Linked DNA regions of Ovis aries: region 1 is linked to region 2. Evidence: chromatin contacts called from public Hi-C data. All regions are on one chromosome and are shown on one strand. The core of a region is the stretch at or near the end of the contact, and the rest is flanking DNA. Distances in the headings are between cores, read along the strand shown.

Evidence for each region. A called contact is a pair of places that touch in the nucleus more often than the background predicts.
Region 1: a Hi-C map of hypothalamus shows a contact between it and region 2, with 2.9 times the contacts expected there. The contact joins the enhancer-like site here to the promoter of VSIR in region 2. A contact is called at or near these places in 3 of 16 Hi-C or Micro-C datasets (blood, hypothalamus and omental adipose tissue).

What each region holds. Positions count from the first base shown.
Region 1 is chr25:27,193,611-27,198,889 of ARS-UI_Ramb_v3.0, forward strand. LOC101107570 (cadherin-23) reads left to right here. Exons shown (of 34, transcript XM_060406593.1): 27 at 1-174; 28 at 524-621; 29 at 1,010-1,130; 30 at 1,214-1,293; 31 at 1,425-1,465; 32 at 1,616-1,676; 33 at 2,144-2,273; 34 at 2,374-4,863. The coding sequence ends at 3,228. It overlaps PSAP (prosaposin), which reads right to left. Exons shown (of 14, transcript XM_060406597.1): 14 at 5,118-5,279. Among named protein-coding and RNA genes, the nearest start is that of PSAP, 35 kb to the right of the region's middle. Within about 2 kb of position 1,826, at least 14 of the 54 cell types and tissues checked have an H3K27ac peak or open chromatin away from gene starts, as enhancers often do. A contact at or near this core is called in hypothalamus, where this site is marked.
Region 2 is chr25:27,152,709-27,158,132 of ARS-UI_Ramb_v3.0, forward strand. VSIR (V-set immunoregulatory receptor) reads right to left here and starts at 1,868. Exons shown (of 7, transcript XM_004021444.5): 1 at 1,657-1,868. The coding sequence starts at 1,738. All of the region lies in intron 4 of LOC101107570 (cadherin-23), which reads left to right.

The DNA.
Region 1 (5,279 bases), core at 576-3,075, 41 kb after region 2:
GACTTGGCAGGCCACAATGACACAGCTGTCATCGGCATCTACATCCTGAGGGACGACCAGCGGGTCAAGATTGTCATTAACGAGATCCCCGACCGTGTGCGTGGCTTTGAGGAGGAGTTCATCCGCCTGCTCTCCAACATCACCGGTGCTATCGTCAACACCGATGACGTGCAGGTACCCTGAGGAACCTGCTCTGGGTCTAGGGGCAGTGGAGCAAGAAGAGGGGCCAGGACAGGGACAGAGCAGTGCAGAGAGATTGGGGTGTATGAAAGGGATCAGTCATTTCTTAGCTGCCTGAGCATGGTCCTTACAGCTCTCTGGGCCTGTTTCCCCCTCTATAAACTGGGGCTAATAATAGTGTCTGGCCCAGTGCAGTTCAGTGGTCAGCCTCGAGCTTGACCGTTGGTGAGCATTCAGTAGTGCTGGGGTTTGGGCAGGGCAGGGCAGGAGGGGCTGCTGGAAGAGGCCTGCCCCTCCCATGCCTTGCTCCTGCCACGCCTCCCATGATGCCCTTCTCACCCAGTTCCACGTGGACAAGAAGGGCCGGGTGAACTTTGCACAGACGGAGCTGCTCATCCACGTGGTGAACCGCGACACCAACCGCATCCTGGATGTGGACCGGTGGGTGTGCGTCTGTGCTCAGCTGTCTGTCTGCTCCCTGCCCTGGAGTTGGGTCTGTCAGCCTGCCCTGACCCTGGAGTGTGGGAGCAGGGTAACACCATCATGCCTGCTGTATAGGAGTGGGCAGGGCAGGTAGAGAGAAGGTGTGTGAACAGAGATCCACCCCCTGAGCCTTACTCTTCCCATGTGTGAAATGGGACTATTACAGCAATTGTGAGGATCAAGCAGGATCTTATGTGAAGGGATGGTGAAGCTGTAAAATACAAGGTTATCCAAGCTGGGTGGGCCTGAATCTCACAAGGCTTGGTGGGGGGTGAATTTGGGGGCAGACTGGCCTGAGTGGGACGAGCTCTCGAGGAATGGCTGATGCCTCTGCCCCCTCGCCCAGGGTGATCCAGATGATCGACGAAAACAAGGAGCAACTAAGGAATCTGTTCCGGAACTACAACGTCCTGGACGTGCAGCCCGCCATCTCTGTCCGCCTGCCCGATGACATGTCCGCCCTGCAGGTACCCCAGGTGACACCCACCCCCACATTCCCCGTGCTGCCCTGGGTGCTCTCACCCACTCAGGCCCGACCCTGCTCCCCTAGATGGCGATCATTGTCCTGGCCATTCTCCTCTTCCTGGCTGCCATGCTCTTCATCCTCATGAACTGGTACTACAGGACCGTGTGAGTGACCCCTACTGCCCTGCCCTGAGACAGGCTGACCGCAGACAGTCACGGAGGCAGGCAGGGCCATTAGGCCCTAAGGTGCCAGTCCAGCCCCAGCTTCCTTCACCAGCCCCTCTGCTTCTTTCTAGACACAAGAGGAAGCTCAAAGCCATCGTGGCTGGCTCTGCAGGTAAGAGAGGGCTGTGATGGGTGGGGAGATAGGAGGGGCCCCTGAGGGCCTAGAGTGACCGCCAGGGCCTCACAAGGCTGGCTCAGGCCCAGCTCCCCAGCCCCAGCAGGGTGTACCCCTCTACCCCACACCCCAACCCTTCTCCTACAGGGAATCGTGGCTTCATTGACATCATGGACATGCCCAACACCAACAAGTATTCCTTCGATGGGTGAGTGGGGTCCCTGAACCCTGCTGGGTGCACTTTAGGGAAACTCCATCCCCACCCTGGACCAAACTGGGGTAAAGTCTCTACTGCCTCTCAGGCCCTGAGGGCATCATGGACTGGCTGAAACCTGGAGTGTGGGTGCCCCCTGCTGGCCCAAACACCCCTCTCTCCACCCTGACTTGGGCTCCCCAACCTGACTGGGCCACAAGTTCCAGGGAGGCATGGGTACCGGGTGCAAGAGGAGGCCTCCACACCAAAGCCGATCCAGATGGGGATGTTGTCCTGGTTCTTGTGGGATCTTTGAGGGGAGGATGCACCCACAGGTGCCACAGGCAAGGGGCATTTCTTACCACCCTCAACCCCCAGTCCTGTGACAAGATCTTGCCAAGGAAACGGTGGGGGCCATCAAAAGTGTCCGTCCACTCCAGCCTTCCTCTCTCAGCCTTCCCCCAACCCCACTCCATCTGCAGGGCCAACCCTGTGTGGCTGGATCCTTTCTGCCGGAACCTGGAGCTGGCCGCCCAGGCTGAACACGAGGATGACCTGCCGGAGAACCTGAGTGAGGTCGCTGACCTGTGGAACAGCCCTACCCGCACCCATGTGAGCCTGGGCCAGAGCGGGCAGGGGCATGCGCGTGTGCACACATGGACACGTGTGCGTGCCGCCTACTCTTGCTCCAGCGAACGCCTCCTCTCCCCAGGGAACTTTCGGGCGAGAACCAGCAGCAGTCAAGCCTGACGACGAGCGGTACCTGCGGGCTGCCATCCAGGAGTATGATAACATTGCCAAGCTGGGCCAGATCATTCGGGAGGGGCCCATCAAGGTGAGTCGTCCTAGCAGCCTCCTGCACCCAGACCCCTGGCTGGGCTTGGACTCCAGAGGATGCAAGGACGGGGAAGGGTCCTGGGAAACAGCTTCCTCCACCTCTGGGGCCTCAGCTAGACCCACTCTCTGGGGGTCTAGAACAGAGAGCAGCCCTGGGCTGATGAGCTGCTTCAGCCCCAGTGGCCTCAAGGCCAGGACTCCGGTGACAATGGGTCCAGCTGGCCGCTGTCAGCAGGCTCTGCTCCCACCCTCTACCCTAGGATCAGACGCCCAGAGTCACCTTCCATTACCCCCACCTGTCAGGGGAGAGAGAGTGGGGGGTGGGGCAGGAAGGGGAGGGCCTTGGTGGGGGTTAACCCTCTCCCTCCCCCAGGGCTCGCTGCTGAAGGTGGTCCTGGAGGATTACCTGCGGCTCAAAAAGCTCTTTGCACAGCGGATGGTGCAAAAAGCCTCCTCCTGCCACTCCTCCATCTCCGAGGTAGCGGGTGGGCTGGGAGCTGTGTGCTGTGCCCCAGCCCTGGGGGTGCTCTCTCCCTCCCTCTCTTTCATCCTCCTCGGAGTCTCTGAGATGCAGCTAGGACCCAAGACTGCAGTGGGTGGGGGTCCAGGGCGTCAAGACAGTTGGGTTCTGCTCTCTGGACTCTGCAGTGGGCTTTCCCAGGGATGGGTGGGTGCTGAGGCAGTGTTTCTCAGATCTGAGAAACCCCAAGAAGGTATCCTTGAGAGATGATGTCAATTTTAGAAACTGACTGCAGTGCCATGCCAATCACTTTAAACAGTCAGACTTTATCTAAAAAATTCAGACTTCCAGCTGGGCCAATATTCCCCACTGCCAGAGGTGAAAACAGAAACGCTCTATACAGGACAGAAGCACCATTCGCTGTCTCTGCTCGACCTTACCAGTCCCCTCCAGGTTCCACTGTGGACACTTCCCACCTGCCACAGTGAGAGCTGATCCTGCTTGAGACCAGCCCACTAACAAGCCCAGGTTCCACAGTTGCAGTCACAGGATCTTCATAGGCCTCAGAGTGAATACAGGAACTTACACAGATTCTCACAGGAACCCCATGCTCTGCAGAAACACACCTGTAGCACCAGACGCATCTATGGTTCTCCTTTGTACCGTTTGAGCAACATGGTCATAGGCTGCGCAGGCTTCCGTGACTCAAGCCCCAGGGTTCCTTGTGTGCGGTAGGGAGAAAACAAGCCCGTAGCAGGTAGGACTCTGGGGCCATCGACCTGCACACCGGCAGGCCCTGAGCATGTGGGGGTCCCGGCCTCTTGCAGCTGATCCAGACCGAGCTGGAAGAGGAGCCAGGGGAGCGCAGCCCTGGCCAGGGCAGCCTGCGTTTCTGCCACAAGCCGCCTACCGAGCTCAGAGGGCCAGACGGGATCCATGTGATGCACGGGAGCACGGGCACGCTGCTGGCCACTGACCTCAACAGCCTGCCTGAGGATGACCAGAAGGGCCTGGGCCGCTCCCTGGAGACGCTGACGACAGCTGAGGCCAGCGCCTTCGAGCGCAACGCCCGCACAGAGTCCGCCAAATCCACACCCCTGCACAAGCTTCGCGACGTGATCATGGAGAGCCCCCTGGAGATCACGGAGCTCTGACTAGATGCGGGGAGCCCACCTGGTATGAGCAGCGCAGCGCCCCCCAGGGCCAGAGCAGGGGCAGGACCTCCAGGGTGCAGGCCCCTCCGGGGGCAGCTATGGGCACACAGCCTTGGGCTGGCCCAGCAGCAGGGCCTGCCTCAGCTGCTCGGATTCCACTTCTGCCAGACGCTCATTCGGCATCTGATCTCTACCTTCATAAAATGTTATTTTTTTAAGAAAACCAAACAAATGGTAAGCATCTAAGGATGAGATAAGGAGGGTCACCAAGAGCCCAGGAGTCTGATCCAACTTGGCCTAGGCTGAGCTGAAAGAGGCCAAGCCTGCCCTCTCCCCTCTCCCCCACCCAGCCCTGTCCCCCCAACCCTAGCCCCACTGCACAGGAGCCCAGCGCAGGCATGCCCTGCCCGGCCTTGACTCTTGGACTCCAGTTCAGTCCCAGCACATTTCTGCCACAGCCCTGACTGGACAAGCAGGTGGGGGCAGGGAGTCCTCCCTGTCTCCCTACACGGACACAGTCAACGTCAGCAAACAGCACTCTCTCCATTTCACTGGCTTCCCAAACGTTCCTGGTTCATAAAGAGAAAATGACTGATGTTCCCTTGGGTTCTGAATGTAGAATGTTCATGTGTATCCCCCTTTTAAACTAAGTTATTCCCTCAATATTTTACCCTTGGTTTTGTTCAATTGGTACGCACTGAACGTCTCTGGAATGGTCTGAATTTTAAAAAGAAAAGCAACTCACAAGGAACCGGCATGTTGCTCTGGTAAACTTACCCGCGGGACTGGGCTGGGGCAGGGGGGCAGTGGGGGTGAGCACAGGCCAGAGCTGGACCCGTCTTCGGGGGCACTCCCTGACCACTGGCTGCCATGGAGAACCAGAGATGGGACTTCATTCCTGTGGCCAAACAGGGCCTGAGGACTGCTGGGCACTTACAGGTTCAGAGCCTCAGGAGCCCTTCAGAAGGCAAACTCTTCTGGCTGAGGTATCACACACACTCAGGCTCTGGTTGACAGACTTTATTGTTAAATCACAGAAATTTTAGTGCAAAACAAACCAAAAAATCATTAAGTTCATTTAATAGCAACCGCATGTCTTGCTCTCTCCTGGCAACCGGAAGTGGAACAGAAGATGCAGCCAAACGGGAGAGAAGAAGGCAGGGCGGC
Region 2 (5,424 bases), core at 618-3,117:
AGAATTCTCGTGACTCCTTTCAGTGGAAGACTGCTTCAAACCCTAATTATCGCCCTGAGCTGGGCCCAGGAAGAGATGGAGTACCCAGCTGTCTCTGGGAGGTCTCCGAGCTGTGTAGACAACACGAAGCGAGGGGCTCCGAGCCTCCGTGCTGCTGGCTGCTCGTGAGCCAGTGCTCTCTGCGCTCCTCCTCTGGAGTTCAGTTTCCCAAACTGGGGCTGCTGAGCAGAGAGCAGACCAGCCAGAGGAGGACCCAGGGCAGGGCTAAGAGAACTGACGGCCTCTCAGGGTTACTTGGAGAGGCTGGGACAGGGCAGGGCTCTGTAGCCAGCAGGCTGCTGGCCTTCCTGCCTGCCACCATCCCCTGCTCCTCTGGGAAACCATGTCTGCCACGAGCCATGGCCTTGGTGCTGAGACTGCTCCCCCACCCGCTTGGACTCTTCCTGGGGAGCACCCAGTCGAGGGCTTAGGCAGCCATGTCTGCGGGGTGTGGGCTCCCTCCCCCTCATAGGAGGCCAGGCCAGCCTTCCAGCACTGAGATGGCATGAGCCTGCCTGCCCTCAGTTTCTGAGGTGTTCTCCAGGTTCTCTCAGGCTCCTCCTCTTGCTCTTACCCTGTCATCCGCTCCCTCCTCTTCTTCCGACTCGCTCACTGGGTCCCATGCCAAGCTCCCCAGCTCCCTCCTGCCTCCCTCCGACTCCCTGCATGACTCACACTTTCCCTCCGCCTTCCCAGGGAAAAAGTTTAAAAGTTGAGTTCCATAGGCTGCCTGCTGGTCCCCTCCTCCCTCACGATGCAATTTCTCCAATCCTAGACAGACAAGAACTGTCGGCCAGACTATGGGTGCCAGGACCTCCTTTGCCCACCCCCCAACTCAGGGAGCCCCTGTGTCCTGACCAGCATACCACTTAGAGCTGTGAAAGTCTGGACTTTGGAAGAGGAAAGTGACACCTTCCCGTGTATGGCTTCTGTGTTTGAGCTAAGGAAACTGAGGCCCGAAAGATGCTATAAGTTATCCAAGGACCTAGAAGGGGCTCATAACTGAGCTGGGAAATGCCCCCATGTTCTCCCCAGTCCCCCTGGGGGCAGCTTTGCTAGAATGCCGGGAATCGGCTAACCGCTCAGCACTCAGACCCTCAGAGGGGTGTGCATGTCCAGCAGTAGACCAGTGGCCACACTGACCAGTGCCCACCAAGGGTCAACCGTGAGTGTCACCAGGGTATAGGACAGTGGCTGTGAGTATACAACTCCCCTACCGTGTGAGATCCTGGAGCCCTAAGGCGGGGCAGGGAGATGCCGCAGGTGTCAAATGCTAGGGGCATTCACTAGAACACACTGGGTTGTCTCCACCGGGTCCACCTCCTGTTCGGCAGAAGGTGCTCGTGCCCTGGGCTCCCTGGGCTGGGAAGGCTTGGACAGGCAGCCGCTTAGGCAGCTGTCAGCAAACAGATGTGCCCATCACCCAGCCAGGGCACTTGGCAGAGAGCTGCTGCCCGCTGCCAAGTAGTCCTAGCAGCCTCTCTGCCGCGGGGGGTGCGGTGGGTCACAGGCGGCTGAAGGGGGCTCCCAGGGCACCCCCGTCTGACCTGTGATCCCTACCCTGCCCGCTGTGTTCTCCCGGTGCTCCTCCCCCGCACCCAGGCTCGCCAACCTTACCTCGGGAGGCAGCCAGGAAGAAGGCGAGGAGCACAGGCCTCCAGCGCCGGCTGCCAGCCTCCGGGACTGGGGGAAAACCCATGTCGCCGTCGGGCAGAGCTGCGTCTGGCGCAGCGGGGCCAGAGCGGAGCCCAGGGGCGCGCAGAGGGTACTCCTGGTTCGCAGCGAGCGGACGGGACGCGGCCGGCGGGGAAACCTCCAGGCGAGTGAGTGTCGAACAAGTGAGCGCAGACGGCCGCCCGCTCCGGGGGCCCCACAGCACCCCCGGGCGGCCATGGAGGGCACTGCCTCTCCAAGGCTCCACGGGAGGGACTTCCCGCTGTCCCGCACGGCCTGGCCCTGTAGGGTGGGGGAGCCAGGCAGTATCCTAGAGAGTCAGTAGCGCAGCTTGATTGCTAGTTTCAAGCCTTTTCTTCTCTCCTCTATTCCTGTTTGCAGAGGATTAGTATTGGTGCAAAGCCTGAGAAGTACATCTACGTCTAACTTAGCATCCTCATCATAGATTGTATCAGCCCTCACCCACCAGCAGGGGCTTGAACCGATCACCCTCCAACCCAGCCCAGGTCCTGATATGTAGTAGGCACTCCCAGTAGTGGAATGGATGGATGGGATCTAACTTTTGTAAAGAGCTGGGTAAGTTGGAGCAGGCTCGACTGTAGGTTCCAGAGCCTGCAACACTCTTGTGCACATGTATGTACCCATGCATAGGTGCAGGCTTGGCACACCCCTACACTGGGACACGTGTGTGTGGGGGGGTGTGCACACAACATGGGGTAGTGTGTCCCATAGAAAATCACCAGCACTCCCCTGGCCCAGGCCCCAGCATCACCTCCCACCTTGCAGCCTCTCTTACTCCCTGTACCTCAGATGTCTGCAGGACGCTCTCACACGTGCCCACCTCTAGCCCTCTGCTCTTGCACCACACCCAGTACTGGCGCTCCTGGCAATGTCTCTCTCCTTTCTTCCAGGTTCTTCTTATCGCTCAGGGCTCAACTCAGGCTCTTTCCCTTTACAAAGCACCCTGAATCTCCCCTGAAGGTCTCCAAACAGTCTACAACCCCTTTGTCTACCACACCAAGCCTGGTGTTACCAAATATCTGGCCTCCCCCCAGGCTCATTTGCCCTCCTGGGCTAGACTATGAGCTTTTGGAAACCAGGGTCTGTCTCTGATGTTTCCGAGTCCCTGGCACAAAACTGGGCATAGGGGAGATGTTTGATACACACTTCTCTGAATGGATAAGTTGATGTGTGAGTGAGTAGTGATTTCCCAAATAGAAGTGGAGGTGACAATGGTAAGGGCCAGGGATCAGGGGAGAGGGAGAGCCCAGCACTGTACTCTGTTTACCCCCGCCTAGGTGAAGCTTCCAAAGGCTTTGCCGACCTGTTAAGGGTCTTGACCTCACAAGCAACACCCAGGCTGAAAGACAAAGTACAGTCAGAGTCTGTGTGGGTCAGGATGGTGAGACTCAAGGAAAGCCAGGAACTCTGGGTATCCCATGGGCAGACTAGTCCAAGTCAGAGATTCTCTGAATGCTTCCAGCCCTCACTCCCAGGGTAGGGAGAGCTGCAACAGAGGAAGGGTGGGCATCATGCTATTACTATGTGAACTGGCATAGGCCTAGTCTCCCTGAAGCCAGGGACTCCCCCTGGGATGGGAGTCCCAGTGATTTCCAGGACATAATCCAAGTTCTTGGTCACAGTCCTGATCTTGTGACCCTACTTTAGGGGACAGCCTGGGCCCTTCTTCCTGTCAGAGTGTGAGTTCTTCCACCCAGGGAAGTTACAAAGCCAACTGAAACCAGGTGGGTACCAGGCGCCCTTCCCACCCTGGCCATCGTCCGGTGGAAGTGAGGTGGGGTCACTGTAGGGTGAGACCCTGGAGCACCTGCTCTCCCTCCCCTCCTCCCTTCCTGGCTTGGCCTGGCCCTGACCACCCTTGAAACCAGACTCCCTCTGCCCCAGGACCTAGAAGGTGGGTGTGAGGAGGCTGGGATTGGGGGAGAGGAGCAACTGCTCTGCCAACCCCTTACCTAGAGGGCGAGAACACCTGAGCTGGGCCCAGTCCCCCTGCCCTCCACTTGCTTCCTCCCCACCACACTCCCCCCACCCCAGTGAGCCTTCTAGGTTTGCATCAGGGTGAGACACAGAGGCATTGCCCAAGGTGTGGGCATGGTCCAGAAACCTCAGGCACTGTTTCTGCAGTATCAGGGCAGAAGAACTTGGCTGAGAGGGCCTTTGGGGCACCAACTTCCTCCTCACACTAGAGGCCAGGGGAAGTCAGACCCACCTCCCCCTCCAAGCTCCGGCCTGGTCTTAGAGAGAAGGGGACCACAGAGGAGCTCTGTGAGAGCCCCCCCTGACTCTCAGTCCTGCACTGGTTAGAGCCACTTCCAGGAGTCTGGGAAAATGGGCAATGTCAGTACCACCACCCTCTTGGTGAGGCTGCAGGGTGGCGCTGGCATGTCTTGTGGCAAAAGGGGCTCAGAAGGATGAGGGGCCGGGCTCCTCGCTGGTGGTGAGCGCTCGCAGCTGCATCTGTGTGCGGAGCCACAGATCACACCGTATCCTTCCTTGACAGTTATCTTTACTCAAAGATTTGGGCCCTCCACCACCATTTTTAATGGAAACTAACAAACACCTTCTGGGGATAAAAAGTGTGAAACTTACATGAGCTTTCAATAGGAGAGATTTCAAAGATATTTCATTCTTGGGATAAATGCTTCAGGGGTGTTCCCCAGTTCAGTGCAAGTCCCCATTCCACTCTGGTGAGAAAGTCTGAGAAATGTCAAAACAGTGCATTTTCCTTCACTGTGTGATTGTAATTTTTATGAAGAGTCATTGAGACTCTAAGACCCAAAAGAGTATCTCTCCGATGGAGCAGGGGTTCAGACTGATGGTGCCAGATCAGCTCCTTGGAATGTCTGAACCAGAAGGGATGTTAAAGAACAAGTCGGGTCCTTCACTAACAGACAGAAACGGTCCATAAAGGATCTCTGTGACATGTCCAAGGTCACCGAGCCCCATCTCCAGGTTTCCAACACTACCTGCTTTGGAAACAGTTCTAGCAACCGCCTAACACACCCCACCCAACCCCTGCCAAGATCCAGAGCTGCAGCTGTCCCTGCCTCCCCAGGGGCAGTGACATCTTCTTGGATGCAGGTCTCCTGTCCATCTGTCCTTCCACAGGTGATTCCAGAACCAACTCAACCCTCAATAAAGGTGCACATGAGTTGTCTCTATCCAGCTTTTTGTACTCCCTGCCCTTGACAATTGCCTGGTCACATTCTCTCTAGCCAGATGTTTTGAAAGTGGTTATAACCTTATTATTGTATTTTATATTAGTCACTGCTTATAGTTTGTATGAGTCAGGGTACTGGAAGAAAACAGATGGCCCGCTCAGAAAGGGCTCAACTGAAGAGAGCTTAATGGAGGGACTGTCTACAGAGGGCCGGTAAAGCACCTGTATGCTAAACACTGCAGGAAGCCATTTCCACCCATGGGTGCAGAAGGCAAGAGGGGGATGAGGCATTCGGAGCCCAGTGAGGGCCAGAGCCATGGAAGAGGGGCCACCCAGCAGAAGCACTGCCTCTGGCAGAACTGCAACGAAGGAAAGGGAATAGAAACGCCCCCACCCGCTCCCCATCTTCTGCCTGGGCCTCCCATGGGCCAAACCATGTGGAAGCCAGATGGCAAGGGAGCCCAGGTAAGGCAGTCCACAGAGGACATGCTCCAGGTGGAGAAGCAGAAAAGGGAGGAGGGACGCCGTGG